3 separate regions of the Mus musculus genome follow, and regions 1 and 2 are each linked to region 3. Evidence: chromatin contacts called from public Hi-C and HiChIP or PLAC-seq data. All regions are on one chromosome and are shown on one strand. The core of a region is the stretch at or near the end of the contact, and the rest is flanking DNA. Distances in the headings are between cores, read along the strand shown. Region 1 holds the start of Rad18 (RAD18 E3 ubiquitin protein ligase). Region 2 holds the start of Oxtr (oxytocin receptor). Region 3 has its middle 15 kb from the start of Gm23002.

What was found. A called contact is a pair of places that touch in the nucleus more often than the background predicts. HiChIP or PLAC-seq counts read pairs in DNA pulled down with a chosen protein or histone mark.
Region 1: a contact with region 3 is called in a Hi-C map of double positive thymocytes, with 3 times the contacts expected there. The contact joins the promoter of Rad18 here to the enhancer-like site in region 3. A contact is called at or near these places in 1 of 39 promoter capture datasets (HPC-7-derived erythroid cells), 13 of 484 Hi-C or Micro-C datasets (cerebral cortex, cortical neurons, double positive thymocytes and 5 more), 2 of 115 datasets of contacts at active chromatin or transcription factors (bone marrow-derived macrophages and embryonic stem cells) and 2 of 9 other capture datasets (macrophages and pancreatic islet).
Region 2: a contact with region 3 is called in an H3K4me3 HiChIP or PLAC-seq map of bone marrow-derived macrophages, with 2.0 times the contacts expected there. The contact joins the promoter of Oxtr here to the enhancer-like site in region 3. A contact is called at or near these places in 2 of 39 promoter capture datasets (both in liver), 1 of 15 datasets of contacts at CTCF or cohesin (liver), 15 of 484 Hi-C or Micro-C datasets (the G1E-ER4 cell line, brown adipocytes, cerebral cortex and 6 more), 2 of 115 datasets of contacts at active chromatin or transcription factors (bone marrow-derived macrophages and embryonic stem cells) and 2 of 9 other capture datasets (adipose tissue and pancreatic islet).

The regions. Positions count from the first base shown.
Region 1 is chr6:112,695,074-112,698,659 of GRCm38.p6, reverse strand. Rad18 (RAD18 E3 ubiquitin protein ligase) reads left to right here and starts at 1,990. Exons shown (of 12, transcript NM_021385.2): 1 at 1,990-2,116. The coding sequence starts at 2,066. Gm35824 (a long non-coding RNA gene) reads right to left here and starts at 1,992. Exons shown (of 2, transcript XR_377964.4): 1 at 405-1,992; 2 at 173-290.
Region 2 is chr6:112,488,378-112,492,023 of GRCm38.p6, reverse strand. It overlaps Oxtr (oxytocin receptor), which reads left to right and starts at 2,199. Exons shown (of 2, transcript NM_001081147.2): 1 at 2,199-3,145. The coding sequence starts at 2,227.
Region 3 is chr6:112,576,197-112,579,837 of GRCm38.p6, reverse strand. No RefSeq gene overlaps it. Among named protein-coding and RNA genes, the nearest start is that of Gm23002, 15 kb to the left of the region's middle. Within about 2 kb of position 2,372, at least 62 of the 459 cell types and tissues checked have an H3K27ac peak or open chromatin away from gene starts, as enhancers often do. A contact at or near this core is called in bone marrow-derived macrophages, double positive thymocytes and granulocyte-monocyte progenitors, where this site is marked.

The DNA of each region.
Region 1 (3,586 bases), core at 741-3,240, 120 kb before region 3:
GTTCAGAGATGAATGGCATTGGGGTGTGACCTGGAGGCTCTGCAGAGAAGAGAGTGCCTCCCCAGCCCCACCTCTTTTCTCTCTTTCCTCATTTCCCTCCCTCCTTCCCCCCTCTCTTCCTTTCCTCCCCCTCTCTCTGTCCCTCCCCTATTCTTCCCTCTTTTCTCACACATTTCTCTTTCACTCCCCAGTCATTTGTTAACCTAATTGCCCAGTATCCAAAGAGAACCCTAAAGGAATAACTATGGCAAACTTGCTTTTTTGTTATTGCCGTATCTTTGCACGGCAACCTGCCCCTCCGATGTTCCCAGAACTATCCAGCAGCACCCAACTCAACCTAGAGTTCATGTGAGTACTCTCCCCTGATGGGTTGGTACAAATCCACCTTGCATCTAATCTGCCACCTGCCCCTCCGATGTTCCCAGAACTATCCAGCAGCACCCAACTCAACCTAGAGTTCATGTGAGTACTCTCCCCTGATGGGTTGGTACAAATCCACCTTGCATCTAATCTGCCATTTACCTCCTGGCTGCCGACTTGCTAGATTCAGTGTCTGAATCCTCTTGCTGTTCTGACACTGGGTTCCGTATCTGCATGCGGAAAGAACTGTCTTGACCAGACAGACTCTTATGAGACGATTCTGTGGTAGTTTATATGCTCAAAAGCCCAACATCCTGAGTTCAAGCCCTGCTTCTACTTAGCTGCAGAATGCTCTGCACCAATTACCCATTTTTCTTTCCTTTGAATAATGAGTAAACCAAGTAAGTGCATGATGCAAAAACAAAACAAAACAAAACAACCCAAAGCCACAGGAGTGCTTTGAATACAGGTGGTCTAATATGTGTTAGCTATTACTGTAATAAGTAAACTATCACCTAAATGTTGTTTGTGTTGGTGTTGCACAGTTCATCTGTGACTGTAGGCTAGGAAAAATTAATTGGCTCAGATTACAGGGATTATTTTATGATAAAAACTCAAAAGAATGAATTCCTAACCTGCTGGGTTTTAGTCTTCACACCTGTAAAGTGTCTGTAACAGCCACATCTCTCCCCCTACTTTCCAGGAGAGCTCACATGCCTGGTCCATTGTAAGTCTTCAAAACATACATGTTGAATCGGTGAATGTGTGGGCCACCGGGGTATCAGTGATACCGCAAGCTTCGGGATTCTGTCTTGCGAGTCATCTGGACCAACTTGTGGCCCCTGAGACCTAGTACAGCGGAGGCCCACAGAAGGCAGAAGATGAGTGCTGAACTGAGTAGCCAGGCTGGCTGTGTGTTGGTCAGCGTTCCACATCCAGATAATGGAGCTCTGGTTAAATGAGCCTAAAAGGAACCTTTCTGGAGACAGGTCCGGGAGATAAGGCGTCACCTGGGAGATGGAAGAGGGTGAGGAGCCTCTCAAGTAGATGGAGTAATTTGATAAAAAAGAATGTGGGTTCCTGTTAAACTGATTTAATAACACTCTTTGCTAACACTGGTCCTTTTATACATGGGGACTATCTGAGAACTAAGTGCCAATATTAGCCGTGGTTACCTTTGAAGAACAGAGGCTCTATGTGGCTCTCGTGGATGCTTACAGAAAGAGGAGTTGAGACAGAAGTGTAACTTTAGATATTTTCAAGGAGCAAGACAGATCTCTAAAGCAACCAGAGATTACTACCTGAAGAGGGAAGACCTGAGCCTAGATCTTGAACTCTCTACCAAGGCTTAGGCTTCATTTGGTTTCTTTTTCCTAATATTCAATCACCTTCCGGAATCTTTTGTTTATTCATTTTATAAGACAGATTAAAGCTGCTTTTAATCTTTCACTTATCTTCTTGTCTCTCGGGATCCAAGAGGTCCAAACGCCTGCATCGCTCCAGGCTACGCCCTGGAATGTCTCACTTTTTCCCCTTCGGTCTTCCGAAGCCGCTAACGTCCAACGCACAAGAACTACAGCTCCCAGCATGCCGTGCGCTCGCCGCGAGCGCGCCGCACGTAGCTGACGTACGGTGTAGCGCGGGGAATTTCGAGTAGAGGAGCTGCGTGGCGGGCCGGTAGCTGGCGGTCTCATCAGGTGCGGCCATGGAGGTCCTGGCCGAGCCGCGATGGCCTCCGGGGTTGGCGGTGATGAAGGTGAGTGTCGGGGGAAGGCCGGGGCGCGGACGTCGTCGGTGCGAACAGGCACCCCGGTCCGCGCGCCGCCGCCTCGGCCCTAACCTGGCCTCGCGACGCCGGTCCTCAGTTTCCAACCCCCGAGACGGTCCGGGAACGCGCCGCGGCCCTGCGCAGTCAGCCTTAGGTCGCCGCCCTAACGAACCGGATGTTTTGGGTTTCTGTCACTATCACCGCGTCTCCCCGTAAAGTAGTGTCAACGATGGTGACATCACATCCTACGAGGACTCCTGTGTTAACAGTGACACCACTCGTGATTTGTGTGGACGTTGCATCGGATGACATTTTATAATCAAGCAGTATAGCAGAGGGTCCGCTTATCATGGTTTTCCATTTCTGGCTGTGGTCCAGAAGTCCTCCACGTTCTTAACACACTGCATCCGGCTTCCCTGCCTAATGTGCCCTCCATGACTCAATAATGACGCATCTCTCTTTATTTAACTTTTATTTATTTTATTAATTTAGGAGACGAGGTCATACCCTGTAGCCCCTGGCTCACATCTTTTTAAAAGAGAGACCAGGACCTAGACCCAGCGCTTAGCCTTTCCTTTTAAGGAATTATTGCATACTGAATTATCTCCCTTAAATAACATTTAGTAGGATGTGTTGTTTGTTTGTTTGATTGTTTTTGAGACAGGGTTTCTTTGTGTAGCCTTGCTCTTGTAGGACCAGGCTGGCCTTGAACTCAGCGAGATCTGCTTGTCTGCCTCTGCCTCCCAAGTGCTGGGATTAAAGATGTGTGCCACCTCTGCCCATCCGGTGGATGTTTTTTGTTTTGATGTTTGTTTTCTACCAAGATTGGGTAGCCCTCCTGCCTCTGTCTGCTGAGTGCAGCAGGCTTACGTTGTATCTGTTATAACCTAGACGGTTTCCCTATGACAGTTGGTTATTCTTTGCTTTTATAATTGTTGTTTTTTGAGACAGGGGTTTTTTTGGATATCCTTGGCTGTCCCGTAACTAGCTCTGTCCTCTGAGTGCAGGCTTTTTCCTTCTGTTCTTACAAACAATGCATCTATTACAACCTGAACATTTCCCTTCCACAACTGATTATTGTTTGTTTTATTTTGTGTGTGTGTGTTGTTTTTTGAGACAGGCCTCCTTTGTTGAATCCCTGCCTATCCCAGAACTAGCTCTGTAGACCAGGCTAGCCTAGAACTCACAGACCTCAATGCCTCTGCCTTCCAAGTGCTGGGATTAAAGGCATGTGCCACCACTGCCCAGCACAAGCAGGTTTTTATAGCTATGTAATGTTTCATATGGACTGTAAATGACAACTTTTTGGTTTGTGTTTGGCTTTATGACGGGCTCCTTATGTAGTAGTGCAGGTAGGCTTGAAGCTTGGATACTCCTGCTCCTGCCACTGAAGTGTTAAGATTAAAAGTAGGTACTCCCTTGGTTGTATTTGCTTATATTTACATTAATTATTCTAAA
Region 2 (3,646 bases), core at 950-3,449, 88 kb after region 3:
AGGGTCCTGGAAGACTCTGCCCCTAGGAGATCTTGGCACAGTGCTATAATTGCAGATTCGGGAACCACTGGTCTAGGATCACTTAAGTCTCTCCACATAATTAGAAGAGGGAGAAATAACATGTCAGGATAAAACATGCATCTAATCACGTTAGAGAGCCCTGTTCATTCCCCAGCCTTGGCCCTTTCTGTTCCTTTTGGTCCTCGGTCATTGTAAATCAGTTCAAAAAGTGATTTCAAAATAGGAAAGGACCACGCGGTGGAGAGGCAGCCCTTCACATTTAATCTTGCTCTGGCGCCAGCTAGGATTTTAATTTTGAAGCATGGTAAGAAGGCAGAGGTGGCCTTTGGCCCACTGAGAAGCAGAATAACCTTATACGCAGACAGACGGACTGGGGGTGGGGCGGGGATACAGGGTGTGTGTGTGTGTGTGTGTTTGTGTGTGTGTGTGTGTGTGTGTGTGAGAGAGAGAGAGAGAGAGAGAGAGAGAGAGAGGGAGAGAGAGACAGAGAGACAGAGAGAGTCAGAGAGACAGAGAGAGAGAGATTTCCATCATAAAGAGCCTAAAATAAAGATTTCTCTCAAGGCTGGTGGGAGGGGCAGACATCTCCCATTTCTTCTTAAAGCGAATGTGAGCAAAGCGAGTCCAAAGACAGAACTTAAGCTGAGCTCTCTTTAAAAAGATGTAAAGGAAAAAAAAAAACCGAAAAGGCGAAGAAATGCGTCTTTATTACAATTTACTCAGGGAAAAACAAATGTCACTTTCCAAGGTTCCTATATCTCTGAGAACGTCAAGAGCTAAACCGAGAGAGGAAGGAGCTAGGTGGGTTGTTTGGGAATTTTAAGCTACTATGAAATAAATCTGAGCGACTACCGGGTTAGCTGACCCGGATCACTGGGATCGCCGCGGCCGGTTTGCTCTGCCCCCTAGCGGACATATGTGGTGCCGCAGCTCAGGGTTCCCGTTGTGGAAAAGCTTCAGACAGCGCCGCGCGCTGACTCGGTCAGCTCACAGCCTGGCTGGCGCTCTCCCCTTGCCTTCCTAAGGCATCCAGCCACCAGCAAAGCCGCAGGCTAGGTAGGAGTTTGCAAAGACGCCGAGATCTCTACCCCTGGTGGCACGGAGGGTGGCGCCAGCAGCTTTCCCAATCTGGGCGGAGAATCCATGCATCTCTGAGGCCATCCACTGTGGTGCAACTTCCCCGGTGGCAAGGCAACTTTGGGCTAACCTGCAGTCTCGCTTCAAGTGGCTGGGTCCTGCGCACTGTGGCGACAGGATGCCTAGGACCTACCTGTAGGACCCTCAGGTTCGGAGGGAAGGATCTGGCGCGTTTCACGTCTCTGGTTCCGGGAGGTGCTCAGGGTGTACCGAGAGAGACTGAAAAGTGACAGCTTGGACGAAGGTGCAAAGCCCCTGACTGTCGGGGCTCCTGGGCTGGGGATTCTGTGAAAGGCGTCCTCTGGGGTCTTTGGCATAGCAGCCTTGCGTTGCGCGGGGGTGGGGGTGGGGGTGGGGGTGGGTGGGAGGTAAGGAGGGGGCACTATGCTCGCAGGCGGGAGTCCCTCCGGAAGCAAGCGGCGTTGGGAAGTTGTGGGAGCTGGGGCTGAGTCTTGGAAGCAGGAGGTGAAGAAGGATGGGCTTTTGGGGGGACCCCAGGAAGATGTACCCGTAGTAAAGCTTTTTACTACGGGGGCTGGCTTCGGGGATCCCTTAGGGCGTGGCTGTGCTGTGTCCTGACAGGAGAGGTGTAGGTTTGGGGGTTCTCTGTGGGGAGAGGCTGCTGGGGGTGTGTGTCCTTGTTCTTGGGCAGAGTGGTTAATCGCAAGCTTCCTCTCTGCAGGCAGAGCGGCTGACTCTTTCCTGGGACCTAAGCGCAGGGGCATCTGCAGAAGCTCAAAGGAGGTACCTCAAACTAGGATTCCTACGGTCACCACCGAGAAGTCACCACCACTGCGCAGCTCCAAGGCTGGGCTGGTGCACTGAGACTCAGGTAACTTCAAATTCCCAGGGAGGGGACACACACGCCCCACTCGCGGGTCCTAAGTGAAGCGCAACGGTCTTGTCACGGTTCTCCTGGTTTGTTTCAGGGAGAGGACAGGCAGGTCAGTGCCAGAGTGCTCCCATAGACACCTGGACTGAGCGCCGGGCCCCGCCCCACGTGCCACACTTTAAAGAGCCTCAAGGCCGGGTGCTCCCTCAGGGTCGCGGTCGCGGTCGCGGTTGGTCATGGAGGGCACGCCCGCAGCCAACTGGAGTATCGAGTTGGACCTCGGGAGTGGAGTGCCACCAGGGGCGGAGGGTAACCTCACGGCCGGGCCGCCACGACGCAACGAGGCCCTGGCGCGCGTGGAGGTGGCGGTCCTGTGTCTCATACTGTTCCTGGCTCTGAGTGGCAACGCGTGCGTGCTGCTGGCGCTGCGTACGACGCGCCACAAGCACTCGCGCCTCTTCTTTTTCATGAAGCACCTGAGCATCGCCGACCTGGTGGTGGCCGTGTTCCAGGTTCTCCCGCAGCTGCTGTGGGACATCACCTTCCGCTTCTACGGGCCCGACCTGCTGTGTCGTCTGGTCAAATACTTGCAGGTGGTGGGCATGTTCGCCTCCACCTACCTGCTGTTGCTGATGTCGCTCGACCGCTGCCTGGCCATCTGCCAGCCGCTGCGCTCACTGCGCCGCCGAACCGACCGCCTGGCGGTGCTGGCGACGTGGCTCGGCTGCCTGGTGGCCAGCGTGCCGCAGGTGCACATTTTCTCGCTGCGCGAAGTGGCGGACGGCGTCTTCGATTGCTGGGCGGTCTTCATCCAGCCCTGGGGACCCAAGGCCTACGTCACGTGGATCACGCTCGCCGTCTACATTGTACCGGTCATCGTGCTGGCCGCCTGCTATGGTCTCATCAGCTTCAAGATCTGGCAGAATCTGCGACTCAAGACGGCAGCCGCGGCGGCAGCTGCCGAGGGGAGTGACGCAGCCGGTGGAGCTGGCCGTGCGGCGTTGGCACGGGTCAGTAGTGTCAAGCTTATCTCCAAGGCCAAAATCCGCACAGTGAAGATGACCTTCATCATTGTTCTGGCCTTCATCGTGTGCTGGACGCCTTTCTTCTTCGTGCAGATGTGGAGCGTCTGGGACGTCAATGCGCCCAAAGAAGGTAGTGAGGGTGGAGAGGAAGAGGGTGGCAGGGCCAGGCCCTACTTCCACTATCTCTGGACTCCCAGGGTTCTAGGGTCTTTCTGGTTCCACATCATCATCAGTCTCTGGTGGCACTCCACTCCCGAGGTCCATCAGTCTCTGGACTTTGAGGAGGTCACTTCTCTGTGTCTCCAGGACTACAGCATAGAAATACCCACGAGAGTGCAAACTCTTGCCAGAAGGCAGGCAAGAACTCCAGTGCAGGCCTGGGGCAACTTTCAGTGTGAAAATTCTTATTGAGGAGGGGGAAACTGAGGCAGGCGACTGTCTTTCCTACAGAGAGACAGAATGGAAGTGGGTTTTCATCCTGACCACAGGCTCAGGCTTTCTCTACTTTGAGTTTAATTTATGAGTTTAAGTCAGCCTGAGCACAGAAAGTCCGGATTGGATAGGGTCAACCTAAGAAAAGAACAGTTGGTCCCGTGAAAGCTGACTGGGTGTCCAGTGAAAGCTGAATAGG
Region 3 (3,641 bases), core at 1,123-3,622:
TCAGAAGAGCATTGTCAATGCTACAGAGTCCTCAGACCTTAAGCCTCTTCTTACCAGTTCATTACTAGTTTCACTGATAGCATCATTTTCCCCGGCTATGAGTGGGTTCCTCCGTGACTGACAGTATGCCCCTGCCCACCACCTCTAAGTCATTCTCTGCCTGGGTCCACTCTGATTGGCTTGTGATAATGCATGGCTGGTTCTAAGGTATTTTAACTGTTAACACTGTATTAGTTTTCTAATGCTGCATATCAAATTAATCCAAATGCAGTGACACTGTACTCTGATAATTCCAAAATCTCTGTAGGTCAGAAGTCAGGACACGCACATCGTGGCTTTCTGCTCATGGCCTCAATGTTAACACTGAAGTGTCTGGAAGAGCTCCGCTGCAACTCAGGGTCTCTGTCCAAGCTATTCAGGTGGTAGGCAGAATCCAGTCATGACTATAGCGCTGAGGTCCTCATTTTCTTGCTAGATGTCAGCTGGAGATTTCTCCAAGCCCTTAGAAGCCACCCTCAGCTCCTCTTCATGTAACCTCACAATACTGCAGCTCTTGTCACCAAAGCCAGCAAGAGAATTAATTCTATGTCAACTACTGTCAACCATGACAGACTAATAGGACCTCACCAAGAAAGTGATACTTCATAGTAAACACAGGGTCCTTCCATATCAAAAGCAAGAGATTTTACAGGGTACATATCGCAGGATGGGGATCTGGGGGCTAATTTAGGACTCTGTCTGCCACAAACCTAACTCCTAGCAATGACTGAATGAATACAGATGTAGTCAGCACAGGACCTAGAACTCACTTTTGTCTGACTTGCACATACAGAGGTCCAACCTTGGTGTTATCTCCAGCATTGGGTACATGGCATGTCCATTGTGCCCCCCACCCCATGAATAGTCTCCAAGTGGGGCTTGTACAGGTCATGTGCAGGAAACAAGATGGGTGGAGATGGAAGATTCTGGTGTAAGCAAGCACAGTATCTGGGGTCACTTTTGTCAAGCTCCAGCCTAAATTAAGCCAAGAGAATATGAAGGAAAAGATTGCATGTGTATGCCTATTAAAACACACACACACACACTCCTGCAGAAGTATTTGCTTAGCAGCTCTGTCTAGGCTCAGAGCAGCACTGCCATTGTTACTAATCACTGTGGCCTTGGGTTATTGCTAAAGTATATTTAAGTATCTTACATAATCTTTCTCATTTCACCTTTAGAACCTTCCCTCTGCCTCATCTGTGTACATCCAGCTCACTATGACACACATATTATTTCCATGGCAGGGCTGTGCTATTATAAATACCTGTTATTATTCGGAAGAGCTCTGATTGTCATTTTAGTTGACACCACCAAGGACGGTCTCTGCTCTATCACCTCCTTCAGGTCCAGTAGGCACTGCTCCCTGTCTGTAGTTACTGCAGCCACTAACAGATGAGCAGTTGGTGCTGCTCCATCACAGCACAGGCCTCTGGAGAGCATCCTAGAACTACTCCGAGATGGGGGCCGTGGGGGTGGGGAGAGACACTGGGTGCCTGCCCTCTTAGCTAGGTGACCTCTCCCATGCTGAGGCTGTGTCCTTTCATTCCACTCTCTCCACAGTCCTGCCTAGAAAGGACAGTTCGGAAATCCTTGCAGAGCTTGAGCGAGATGAAGTCTCACCCCAAAACACTGGAGAGAAACAGTGCAATTAGGGTGCGAATTGGGGTGCAAGTCTCAGGGGACCTGGTGCAAGAGAGGGCAGAGCTTTTGCTTGTGCTGGTGTCTTCTCCTGGGTTCATCCATACGATGAGCTTTCTCCTGCACCCTTAAATGAACCTGTAAACTTTTTTACAGTTTAAATGTAGAGGCAGCAGCCCAGGATCTCTGAGACCCTCATCAGGGTAAACAATTGGAGACCTCAGTTTGCTGCCTCACTCTTGGGTCTTCCACTGGCTGTTAGCTTAGGCACACTGTGGGTCAAGTGCTACAAGCTTGGCTTGACCTGCTCAAGCTGGCCCCATAAGTGTTGGCCGAACAAGCATCCTACTGGTTCCGTGGCTTCTGCTTTTAGGATTACACCCAATTCTTAGCCAGACTCTTAGCTTCCTGAAGCTAAGGGGTAGTGGGTACCCAGTCCCAAATCCAGAGTTAAACTGAGGAAGGACCTAGATGGGGACCAGCAATAAAACTTCCTACCCACGAGCATCAAGGGAAGAGAGGACTGATTCATACATCCATGCAGGCCATGCTTCCTCAAAGATGAGGCCAACAGCCAGCCAAGTAGTGACATTGTTGGTGCCATGCTGCTACCAGTCAATCAGCAATGGCACCACTGGAGCTCTGCTGCCAACGTAGGGGAGAGAATTCACAATAGCTGCTAAATATAGCCACAGTCTGCTCTTAAAGACCGCCTAGTTCCTAAACACTCCTGTTTCTGAATTCCACAGGCTCTGTTGTACTCCGCTGCTGATTTGAGTCACCCTTCCTTTTTAACGGTTCTGGTGCAGCAGTCACAGGAAGCAACACTTGCTCAATAGAATGACAACTCTGTAAAGGCAGGTGCCTAGGAAGTACTGGATTTCCTGTTCATCTTCTTTTCTTAAGTGGAGTCCCTGGCTCATCAGAGGTGCCCAGAAAACAACTCCTGAGTGTTCGTTGGACCTCTGACCTGTGCTGGGGCTGAGGCAGTGGGTAAGGCCACAGAGTTCTGTGATCTTAGGTGAGGAGCAGTCATCAGAAGGAAGAGCCTTGTTCCCAGGAGAACATCTACATAGTGCCTGGGCACAGAGACCAACCTCAGCCTTTCAGAATGTTCAGAGTGACTTTTGGGGTCTCCAGACCCTACATCCTTTTCACCTGAAATGCTCTGCTACCATCTTGCCCATCTCTGCCTGTAACAAACCTTCAGGGTCTTACCCTGTCGGCAATATAGAGGACTGGGTGAGGACACAAGAAACAAACCGACTAAGTGAGCTGGCTGGAAAAGACCTTGTCATTGGCAGATAGAATCAGAGCCCATAAGGTCTTCTGACAGCTTAAAATGAAGATCAAATATGAAAACAAAGCAAAACAAAACAAAACAAAACAAAACAAGACATCCCCCAGCAACTCAACTCCATTCACCTTTCTGGGACTGTTTCTTCTTCAAGGTGGGCAGAGTGTTCCAGAACAGTGGCTCTCTACTCTGTGTTTTGAGGAAACATAGAGACCCATTCTTTGGCCTTAGAGAGACTGATTTAATTGGTCTGTGCTTAGTCTTGGAGATAGTGTTTTTTGAAAGCCCCCTCTCCCCCGGAATGATTCTCTATGGTTGAGAACCACTAAGCTAAGTTGATAGTTGAATCATTTTCCCTTGAAAGTTCTGTGGGTTCTGCATGCTCTGTCTACCTGTTGCAGTAAATCTCTTCCCAGATATGCCCCAGCAAAGAAAACACAACACAGTTAATATGAACACATGCTGTGCACCTAGATTGGGCAGATCTACCGCTACACTACCACCTTCCACATCTGAGTCCCCTTAGAACTTGCGGTTTCTCCAGGCCATGTGCTTCTGCTCTGCTCTTCTTTGTCTTCCTCTTCCTCTGCATCCTCTCCCTCTTCCATTTTCTCCTTCTTCTCTCTCTCTACCTTCTGCTCCACCTTCCCTCTTATCTGTCCAA